Regions from separate parts of the Rattus norvegicus genome. Here region 2 is linked to region 1. A link is a contact called in public Hi-C data. All regions are on one chromosome and are shown on one strand. The core of a region is the stretch at or near the end of the contact, and the rest is flanking DNA. Distances in the headings are between cores, read along the strand shown. Region 1 has its middle 36 kb from the start of Cep57l1. Region 2 holds the start of Sesn1 (sestrin 1).

Region 1 (5,531 bases), core at 359-2,858:
TGTTTATTTTTTCTTCTCAGTAGTTACCAAATTATATTTCTTAAAAATACCATAAAACTCGAAACCATGAAGGTAGATAGATGATACAGCCACTACTGAAAGCTCTATTTAGTGGAAGACGTGCCAAGGAGCATGCGTGGAAATCAGAGGTCAGCGAGCAGCTCTGTGGAGCACCTCTGTGTTTGGGTAAAGTTTTGTCTGTCGTTGATCTGAGCAATCAGCAGAAAACTCAGGTAGGCAGATGTGGTGACACACTTCTGTTATCCCAGGACTTCAGAGGAAACAGAGGAATCAGTAATTCAAGACCAGCCAAAGCTGTGTACTAAAACTATCTTAAAAACGAAACCAAACAACAATCATAAAAAAATTAATAATTTGAGAGAAGAGATAATCTCAAACTAAAGAATATTGTTAAAATTGCATAATATAAGTTTAACTGCTACTAATAAAAATATAGGTAAGATTTTCTTGTAGTTAGTGAAATAAGAGATATGGTATAAAATAATGGCTACAAAAGCAATCTCTAATGAAAGAACCCTAGATTTGCTCAAGCTTAATATATGTGATCCACTTTGCTATGCAGAGCAGTGAGTGAATCAGATAGTTACATATGAAAACACAAGAACTCCAGTTAGAATTGAAGCAGTTCTGCACGGTATAACTTATGTAGATCACCACAGAGTCCGTTGCTTCAGAAAATACTTTTGGATGAAAGTTACCTTATTAATATACTTCCCGTTAATAAAAATGCACTCAAATATGGAGTAGAGACATTCTGGGCCTTTGGGAACCAAGAATGTGCACTGCACTGACCACACTGATCTAAAAAATTAGTTCTTATATTTTCATAAAAGTTTCCCTTTGCTCCAGAAATTAGCTTACATACCACTTGTTTCAGACTCATTCTGTTTGCATCTGAGTTGCATTGAAACTTGAGAGAAGCTCTCACTAAAGGGACTCCACTCCATCTCATTTGAAAAGTCTAGCTAATTGGGCTATTTTTGCCATAACAAACTTCTGCTTATCCTGTGGACACTTAATACTTTGAGGACTACGTCGCCTCTGACTACTAGAGTCTGTGCTGGTCCCCTCTTGCCTCTGTGCTAGATTGGAGCTGAAAACTGGGAGGGAAGCTTGTGGAAGGGACAGGAGGTGAGTGATCTCGAATTTCTTGAATTGTTTGCTATTATTCTTGTAATAAGGTCCTGTTCATCCATAGTCTTTTTTTATTGGACTGTGTTGCTTCATTTATTTTAAAGGAAAACAGAAACTCCAGATCATATGATTTTTACTTATATAAAAAAATAAACAAAACCCTCTCTTAACATTTTTTTTTAGTCCCATAGACAAATGACAAAAGAAACAAAACCAAACCAAGTATCCAAGTATCGGTGAACGGGATAAGAGAGCGCCTCAGCCCGGCTGAGTAATTGCAGCCAGTGCCTGAGTCTGCTACTCAGGCTGCTAAGGGAGAGGGTCACAGTGTGACTGGCCTCCCTCCCTCCTCCAAGACATCTGGACACTGAACTTTCTGGGAGGGGCGGTCTGTGGTTTAAGTTTGAAGGTGCTGCTGGGACAGATGTGAGGTCACAGCCTTCAGGCGTGCCCTTGAGCTTCTTTTCCACGCATTGCCAGAACCATGGGCACATTTCCTCATTTTCTGCTGGGTTGTGCACTCTTTGCCAGTTGTGCACAAATAGCATCAATCAAGCTGCCCTGAGCCAGTTCCCGAGCCCAGAGGGACCATGGGATACCACTGTCTGTGCTCCCACCAGGGAGGACGACATCTTCCGACCCCTCCAACTCATCCTGAGCCAACACCTGGGTGCTCATCTGAACCTAGACCTGCTGGGTTAGGGTTAGGGGTAGGGTTAGGGTGAGGGGTAGGGGTAGGATCAGGGTTAGGGTTAGGGTTAGGGTTAGGGTCAGGGTCAGGGTCAGGGTTAGGGGTAGGGTGAGGGGTAGGGGTAGGGTCGGGGTAGGGTCAGGGTCAGGATCAGTGGTAGGGTTAGGGTGAGGGGTAGGGGTAGGGTCAGGGTTAGGGGTAGGGTCAGGGTTAGGGTCAGGGTCAGGGTTAGGGGTAGGGTCAGGGTTAGGGGTAGGGTTAGGGTTTGGGTTAGGGTTAGGGTCAGGGGTAGGGGTTAGGGGTAGGGTTAGGGTTAGGGTCAGGGTCAGGGTCAGGGGTAGAAATTAGGGTTAGGGGTAGGAGTAGGGTTAGGGGTAGGGTTAGGGTTAGAAATAAAAAATGCCGTCACTTGGCTATTCATCTTGCAACAAGGTGGGACTCTCAGGAGTGGGCAGAAACTCTGGGGACTTCTGAACAGTCTGAGCTTTGTCTCTTCTGGATCTGGGCCCACGAGCAATCTGAAGGCTCCTCAGAGCAGCTGAGAAGAGATCTCCTTGGAGGAATTAGTCTCTGACCGCAGGCCCTGGCATTGCTCCCTCCGTAGGTGTTTTGAGCAAACAGAACCAAGCGCTCTGGTTCCACCTAATCTAACTCATCTGGTAACATTGACTCAGCCCCCGAAAGCCAGTGGCTGTTCAGGCCAGGTTCAGATCCAATTCAGAGTCAACGACACTTTCCAGTCATGCTTAGACCTTCTTAAGAAACATCGTGCTGTTCCTGTAAGATGTTCATTCCCCTTTAATAAAACTACAGCGAACCCATCTGGACTTGGAGAGTTCCTATGAGAAAAACGTCTTTTAAATCACAAATTTGATTTTCTCAATAGTTATTGAGCCTGCGCTGGTTGTTTCTGGTCAACTTGACACCAGCTAGAGTCACCATGTCTGTCAGATTGGACTGTGAGTGTCTGAGAGACAGATTTTTGGGTTCATGGTTGATGTGCAGGGCCCAGCCCGCTGCTGGTGGAACCACCCCTAGCCAGGTGGGCCTGGAGGCACACAAAATGCATGGGCGCTGAGGGCCAGCCAGTAAGCAGCAACCTCCATGGCCTCTGTGTGGCTTCCTGCCTCCACATTGCTGCCCTGACTTCCCTCGATGGGAGACTGTGCTGGGGCTACGTTAGCCAAGCACACCTCCTCTTCCCCCAGGTGGGTTTAATCAGAGTCAGAGCAGCAGAGAAGTCCACCACCTGCTTACCGCCATGACTCTAAAGATGCTGATCGGAGGCCAAAGGAAGGTGATCAGTAACTCAGCTGCTGTCTGCTGTAGCCTTACCTCACACAGGAGTCCCTGCATCCACCCTGGCACCCACCCACTCCCCGTCAGTCATCAGGCACCGGCTCACATTTCTCCCCAGTTCTCTTTGGTCTGAGGCAGTAAGGACCCAGGGACCCGCTGGGAGTTGTATATATGGCGTGTCTGACCCCAGCCTCGAGGGCTCTCTAAAGTCTTCCCTGGGGGCCTACTGGATTCGGGTACCACCTTCCCCACAGACCCAAGCCCACTTCCCCAACTGACTCTAAGAGGGGATATTGGGGTGAGCCCTGTTGGGAAGAGCTGGCCCACCTGCTGCCTGCTCATGCAGGTGGCTCCTGTTAATGTGAAATGAACCCACAGACTGCTATAGCCAATCATCGTGTTAGAGATTGTCAATCAGGAGACCCGTGGGTAAAGGCGTGGTCCCCAGGGGGCACTGTGACCCAGTTTGTCTTATTTTCACACACACACACACACACACACACACACACACACACACACACACTCTCTCTCTCTCTCTCTCTCTCTCTCTCTCTCTCTCTCACTCATGCGCAAGCACACACTTTTTTTCTCTTGTCAGTCTTGCTACACATTGTAAATCTTATTTTCTTTGGAAGATCTAGCACTTGGTTCTACTGATTTTTCTCTTCTGTTTTTAATTCTGATTATTCCTTATCATTTTTTTTTTTGCTTCTTGTTTCATATCTCTTTTTTTTATTTTGCTTGCAGACTAGAAATTTGGATTTTTTCTGACATTTTCTTTTGTTTGGCATATGCATATAGCTATCATTTTCCTTCTGCTGATACTGCACCATACGAACAAAGGAGAATGGCACCCCTCACTCCCCACCATTAATAGAGGAGAAGACCACACAATCAAAGGCACTAAAGTCATAGACTTACGTCAGAACAAAACCCAAACCAAAACAAATAACCGACGACAGGAAGATGGAACTTGTGTTCATCTGGAAGCTAGCGGTGGGCCTGTAAATACTGCCGTGTTAACGTAGGAAGCACTGGGAGACTGGAGAACTGCAGTGAGCTGAGCAGCGGTGGGGATCCAGCAACATCTGTCCTTCCAGGAAGGGAGGGAGGCGGGTTCACTGAGATCTTTGCTTCCTGTGCTCACTTAGGTCTCATCCCTGATGCTCCAGGCCTCCTTGCTTTCGCCTTCTGTTTGTGATGTCATCCACTCGATCTTTCCAAGTTGACCCCTAGTGAGAAATTGTGAGGGTCTGAGAGTGCTTTTATTATGCTGGTAGGATATTTTCTTTTCTTTAACCCGTAAAGAGCTGTACAGCTAGCTTCCTTCAGGCTCGGGGTTCATAAGCTAGTGTACTCTGACACCGCTCCATCAGCAGAAGAAGCTCGTACCTTCTTTGTCAGAAAGGACAAAGTTCTGGTTTCTGGTTTGGCCTCTGTGTGTTGAGTGAACTCTGTTATTTCTGGACAAGGGTGCAAGTTTCCCCTCTGCTGGGCCCCCAGGGATTCCTCCTTACGTAGGAGATGCAGGAGTGCCCTTTTACTGTTCCCAAGACTCTCGTTGTAGGGATGGCCTCATCACCACTGACAGTGTTGAAAGTCCCAACTATCTAGGCCAGTTTGTCACCACCAGTCAGGCAGTGAGTAGGAGCAGTGTTCATTGCCTTAGGGTGTGTGTGGAAAGCCAGGCTTCCTGTGTGGCCTTCTCCACTACCAACAGTGGGGAGTGAAAACTGCCATTGCTCGCTCTATAAGGATGAAGTCCTGGCACCTGGCAGGAGTGGGAACTCCTGTTACTTCTTAGTAGGGGTGGACATCTACACTTCCCATTAGCCTTTGCTAGTGTGGCTGTGAGCAGGGCCACCACTACTTTTATGACTGTGGTGGCCTTTGACCCCATAGGAGTGCTTGATGTCTAAAAATGCTAGGCTGTTCCCTCCCAGTCCGTTGGATAAAGAGAGCAAACTTTCGTGTTTGTTCTCTGGAATAATTTCTCTAAAACATTGTTATTTAGAAAACCTTTGCAAATGGATCAATCTGTCTGTCTGTCATTTGAGACAGGGTCTCATTACTCCTGGAGCTCTCTGTGCAGACCAGGCTGGCCTCAAATTCACAGAGTTGCACTTGCACTTGCCTCCCGAATGGCTGGGATTAAAGGTGCACACCTCCATGTCTGGCTTCTAGTGGACATAATTTTAATCTCTGTTAGTTCATCTTTCTGTGGCAGGAAGACACAGCCAAGTGCTGGCAGACATATAATCCTTCCGCCTTCTCGTTTGCTAGTATCCGTGTCTAGTATAGGGCAGAAATCCTTCTGTTCTTCAGTGACTCTCAGCACAAAACGAGAAATACCTAAATATGCCTCTACATTCTAAATCCATACAGC
Region 2 (5,663 bases), core at 612-3,111, 37 kb after region 1:
GGCTTAAGTTGGTGTCTAAGTCCCTCCATTGGAAGTCTTGCCTGGTCACAGGAGATGGCTGTTTTCAGCTGAACTTTTTTTTTTCAATAAATACTTATTAAGTTCTAAATATTAGACACTATACATGCAATATACAGCTTTAATTTGACACTTTATTTTAAACTATCTTGGAATTAACTGAATTCATGTTTTAGCTTTGTGCCCTGTAACTAGGAAGGTAAGCACTCACTGTTTTTTGCAATGAAAAACAATTTTAAATAATTTAATAAATATGGCTACCCTGCTAGATAAACTAAAACTATAACTCAACAATCTCAGAGTCATCAGTTTCCATCTGCTTCACTCATTTTTAAACTAGCTTTTATGGATTTCCACCCCACATAGCAATTAACCTCATTTCTCTAAGTTACTCATTTGCAGCCAGTTCATTTGAAGAGGGCTAGCTTAATGGATTTCTATTGTTTGCTCATGGCTAAGTAGAAGTTTGAGTTTACCATTTATTTTTTGTGGCTCTTCAGTGGAAGAGAGCTTAGGTCTCTCTGTTGCCTCTCTTTTATTAATTAAGCAGCTTTCGTCTCTTAAAGAAGAAAAGATTCAGGGGAGGGCTATAAGAAGTTGCAACATTCCCTGGGTTCGATCCCCAGCTCCGAAAAAAAGAACAAAAAAAAAAAAAAAAAAAGAAGTTGCAACATTGATCTTACCTGCAGGAGAAAAAGAGTAACGATTTTAAACGGTGACTTTCAAAATAGGAAGATTCTGGAGCTAAAAGTGTAACAGTCTTCTTTGATACACTGTAACCTCACCACCCAAGACTGAAACTTAATTTTCATCTTGAAGTCCTGGTTGTGTCTGTCAATGTTTAGTCATTTAAGCTCCATTTATTTCCTCCTTTGAATGTGTTCTAACTTTTTCTTTTCTTAATCTGAACTTGTAAGCTTTTGAAAACACAAACATAGAAAAAAAGAGATCTAAGTTAACAAGCTTTTTTTTTTTTCCTTTTAAGAAATCAGTAAGGCGGGGTTGGGGATTAAGCTCAGTGGTAGAGCGCTTGCCTAGCAAGCTCAAGGCCCTGGGTTCGGTCCCCAGCTCCGAAAAAAAGAAAAAAAAAAAGAAATCAATAAAGCTACCAAAGGAAGGAAATAATATTGGCACAAGATTTAGATTCTGGATCTAAAAATGTCAATGATTTATGTCTTAAACTCTGTTTTTCCAAGTTCCTCATTAGATTTCACAGAGAGTTTTCTTTGTAACACAAGGTATCTGTGAGAGCATATTAGATGTTGTAATGCCATAGAATATAGTTGTTGAGGAAAGACAATTGGGAGACCTGCTGCCAAGGAAAATATTTATAGTTTCTACATCGCTTGCCAAGAATAAATTTTACATTGAATATAGGCCATGGTCTCCTGCTTTTGAAGCTCATTCTGCCTCATATGGGCATCAGAAAGGAAGAAGGTTCGGTAGTTTGTACAATTTAAGGGAAGCTGGATTTCTCCTGGTGTTGCCAGTGTCCGTCTAGATGACGTTGCTAACTGCCTATGGGTAAATGCCCGGCCTTAACCCGGAGCCGGGAAATTAGGTTGCCTTTCCCTGAGTCCCGGGATGCACATTGCATCTTCCAGCCAGGGTTCCACCCAGCTAGCCTGTTCCCAAACTGAGTGTCAGCTCCATGCTAGGCGCTTGGCCTTCAAGCTTGTTTTTGCTGGCCTGGTCCACACGCTCCCCAACCCGAGCGCCAAGGGGTGGGGCTACGAGTCCCCGCGGGCCGGCATTGGCGGGCGCGCCCGCCCGGCAGTGGAGTGACGGACGCGGGGCGGGGCCTCGCGGCTTGTTTGTCAGAGCCGCCTGCCCCGCCCCCGCCGTGTGCAGACTGAAGCTGTGCAGCGACTGACTGCGGCCGCAGCCGTCCCTCCGACATGCGCCTGGCCGCCGCGGCGAACGAGGCGTACGCAGCCTCGCTGGCTGTCTCGGAGCTGCTGGGCTGCCACCAGTGCGGCGGTGGCCGCGGCCAGGACGAGGTACGGAGCGGGCGAGGGCTGAGGGCCGTGGGACCAAGCACCGCCGACGCTAGCTCGTACGGGTAGCTTCGCAAACGCCTCCGAGGGCTGCGCGGCCTGGGCGAAGGGACTGCACCGCCCAGCGGGCGACAAGATCGCGTAAGGGGAGAGGAGGTCTCCGAACAGAGTAAGGACTGCTATGCTGTGCCGGTGCGCACAGCAGAGCCGAAGTCTCAGATCAAACAGCCTGTGGATTTTCTCCTCTCTGGCGCTCGGGTCAAAACAGATTGTTCAGTCACCCTTCCCTTGCCGACGTGCACTTAGAAACAGACACATTTGAATCGTTTAATGATATTGCCTGGAATAAAAAACGCCGCCAAGCCCTGTGGTGCTCGTCGCAGCGCTTGCTCATGTTTATTAAACCATTCCTGCTGTGCCTGCAGAACTATCTGTGTGTGTGTGTGTGTGTGTGTGTGTGTGTGTGTGTGTTAAGTGTGCAAATAGGATGATGTTTTAAAATTGCTGAAATAAACGTCGCTAAATTGGACATCCAAAGGCTTAGAATCTAAAAGGACGAGAGTCAATACTGAAATTGGAATTGAAATCAGAACGTTAGGTTGTCTTAAATCAAGAAGTCTATATGTGAATAATCTTGTTGCTTTGCCCATTAAAATGATACAGGTCAATTTTTTAATAGTCTATTAATCGTAACAGTAAATATAGTCATGAAAATGTAAATGACTCCATGAAGGGTGTAGAACACCAAGTGTTTTCTAGATGTCAACATTCACGGGATACATCGCATGCTGGTTGTTTACATGTAACAAAAACAAGCTTCAAAAATAACTTTTAAAGCTCAGTGGTGGACAGCAACTTAGCATGTGAAAGGCTCCGGGTTCTATACTCAGTGTCAATAATAAACCATAAGACATTGCTCGGGAAGCTTTTAAAAAAAAGAGCATGGAAGTGTTGTGCTAACATTTACAGTTTGTGTATGCAAGCCGTCACAGATCTGTCTGCTCCCATTCTTAGTAGAAACGAACCCTAGTGGTCGTGCCTGAACAGCTCTGTTATTTCTGACATCAGTTTTTCGTGCAGTATCCTCAGCTCAGACTTAGAATTTCCAAAGATCCACAGTAGCTTGGACATTGATTATAATAGTGCCTGTGGGGTTGTAGTCAACAAACTAGAAAGCTTTGTGTAGCTGCATTTCACTTTAATATACTTAGCATGTAAAATAAACTAGGAAATGGTGTATCATGGGAAAACTGGTCACTTTACAGAAGAAGTATTGGCACAGTTCTCTCAAGAAGCTTCCAGGGATGGGGATTTAGCTCAGTGGTAGAGCGCTTGCTTAGCAAGCGCAAGGCCCTGGGTTTGGTCCCCAGCTCCAGGGGGAAATAAAAAAAGCTTCCAGAAATCTCCCCTTCCTCCTCCTCCCCTTCTTCCTCCTCCTCTCCTCCTCTCCCTCCTCCCCTCCCTCCTCCCCTCCCTCCTCCTCTCCTCCTCTCCCTCCTCCTCCTCTCCCTCCTCCCCTCCCTCCTCCCCTCCCTCCTCCTTCCCTCCTCCTCCCCTCCCTCCTCCTCCCCTTCCTCCTCCTCCTCTCCTCTTCTCCCTCCTCCTCCTCTCCTCTTCTCCCTCCTCCTCCTCTCCTCCTCTCCCTCCTCTTCTCCATCTAACCCAGGGCCCTATACATGCTAGGCAGATTCTGTACCCTGAGCCACATCCCCAACCCAGTTGTAGAACTTTGAAGTCAGGAAGTTTTTCTTTTCCTAAACCATTGGTTCATGGAACACACACACACACACACACACACACACACACACACACACACACACGAGTCACACACAGGTGCCCAACTTCCCATGTTTTAAATAGCATAGCAGTGTTAATGATAGAAGAAATTTAGTACATTTTCTGTACTCAAGAAATCTAAATATAAATGTAATTCAAGAAATCTAAATATAAACAACACTTCTAGATCCTTAGTTCTTCTGAAATACTTTGAATGTTAAAAAAGTCCACAAAATGCTAGATAGACAAGTATTCTCCCAGCAGGGGGAGAATGGAATTAGGACTTTTACTTTTTATAAAATGTTTTGCTTACTTAGCATTGTTGAAATATACTTTCTACTTGTGTAAGTTTTAATAAAAACAAGATTGACATCAGTGTTACAAGTTATAGTCTAAAATATCTAGATGGGCTTTTTTAATGGGTCAAGTGGACAAAGAAAAACTGCTTCAAATAGTTTACTTACTTTCATGTAACTTTTCAAGTAGGTAGATTGATAGCTCATAGCAGTTTTTGGTTTGAATTTGTCACCAGTTGTTCATTCTCAAGGGGACGGATGAAGGTCTGAACATAGGCAAAGCACGTGACTAGAAAGTGCTTTGGACCACAAGCGCTGCTCACACAGCGGTACAGTATGTACTGTTTCCTGTGCTGTCACCGCCACTCAGTGTCCGTGTTCGAAGATTAATCGGCAGTGCTGTACGTTGGTGAGGACAGGTTGCTTTGGTGCTGGTGGTGCTCACTGCTTTCAGCTATTGGTGTTGAGGGGTTGGGGAGTCCTGGTTCTCATGTTAGCTTTTCCAGCCTTTCCTTTTTTTTCCACGGAGAGCCTGTGAGGTTTATGCTGATTAACATCTGCATCTGAGTTCAACAAGGCCATTTATTCTTGGCAGGTCTGCCTCCTAGAATCTGACTTGTAAGATTTGCTCAGAGTCTAATTGAATTCTCACAACTACAGAAGGAAAAAATACTTGAAGTAACTTACACAGGAAATTAGAAAATGCATTCAGTTTGACTTGGGCTCTCACACTGATAAAGCATTAAAGACATTGGCTTCTGTTTCATAAAGATTATAAGACACACTCTGTAGCTTTCAGGATCATAAATTCCATGTTCCTCGTTTGTAAATACTAGCACACTTAAAGCAGTACTTGGTCCCAGCATACTATGTCCGCTGCTACTGTTGGTAATTTTTATTACCATTATTAGCTCTATATTTTTTCCTCTTTATATCAGTTAAGGAATAAGCAGAAAGCTAAAAAGCAGTTTGATTCTCAGAACTTTCTGGTGTGTGTATGTGTGTGCGCACACACCCCCTCAAGAGCTTCATAAACTCTTCTGGTACATATGGTGAGGCAGACATGGTACTGTTCCTGCTGTATCTTCCTCCTCATTTCCTGTTACATACCATGGGCAGATGTGGTACTGTTACTGCTGTATCTTCCTCCTCATTTCCTTATTTAACTTAGACATTAGACCTGCCTACTTTAGAGTTTAAATGTTCTGACAGGAATTACAGACTCACTAACAGAAGTCCTAATTTTGGCCCCTGGTCTGTCCTTTTCTCTCAGGAGACAATGCATAGAGATACGTGGCTATGCTTGGCGTCAGCACAGGGCCTTGCACATGCAGGGACAGCTCTCTCTTCTGAGCTGACCGTCACTCCAGTGTGTGCTATGCTTTGGGGCTCTTCCAAGGTGAGGACTTGATGCAAGCTTGAATAAGAACAGGTCCTGTAAGGAAACTATCACCTGTTGGCTTTCTCAGAGGTCAGTCTGTGTGTGCTGGGAAGCTGGATAGAGCCACTCACCGTCCTGTCTGTACCTGATCTGAGGTAAATTGGGGTACAATCTCAGAACTCATCAGGAGTCCCA

Evidence for each region. Hi-C and Micro-C count contacts between places; a contact is called where the count stands out from the background.
Region 2: a Hi-C map of psoas muscle shows a contact between it and region 1, with 2.5 times the contacts expected there. The contact joins the promoter of Sesn1 here to the enhancer-like site in region 1. A contact is called at or near these places in 10 of 12 Hi-C or Micro-C datasets (the A7r5 cell line, Schwann cells, frontal cortex and 5 more).

What each region holds. Positions count from the first base shown.
Region 1 is chr20:46,909,948-46,915,478 of GRCr8, forward strand. It overlaps a transcript of Sesn1 not described here. Among named protein-coding and RNA genes, the nearest start is that of Cep57l1, 36 kb to the left of the region's middle. Within about 2 kb of position 1,609, at least 5 of the 93 cell types and tissues checked have an H3K27ac peak or open chromatin away from gene starts, as enhancers often do.
Region 2 is chr20:46,946,858-46,952,520 of GRCr8, forward strand. It overlaps Sesn1 (sestrin 1), which reads left to right and starts at 1,862. Exons shown (of 10, transcript NM_001414937.1): 1 at 1,862-2,018. The coding sequence starts at 1,917.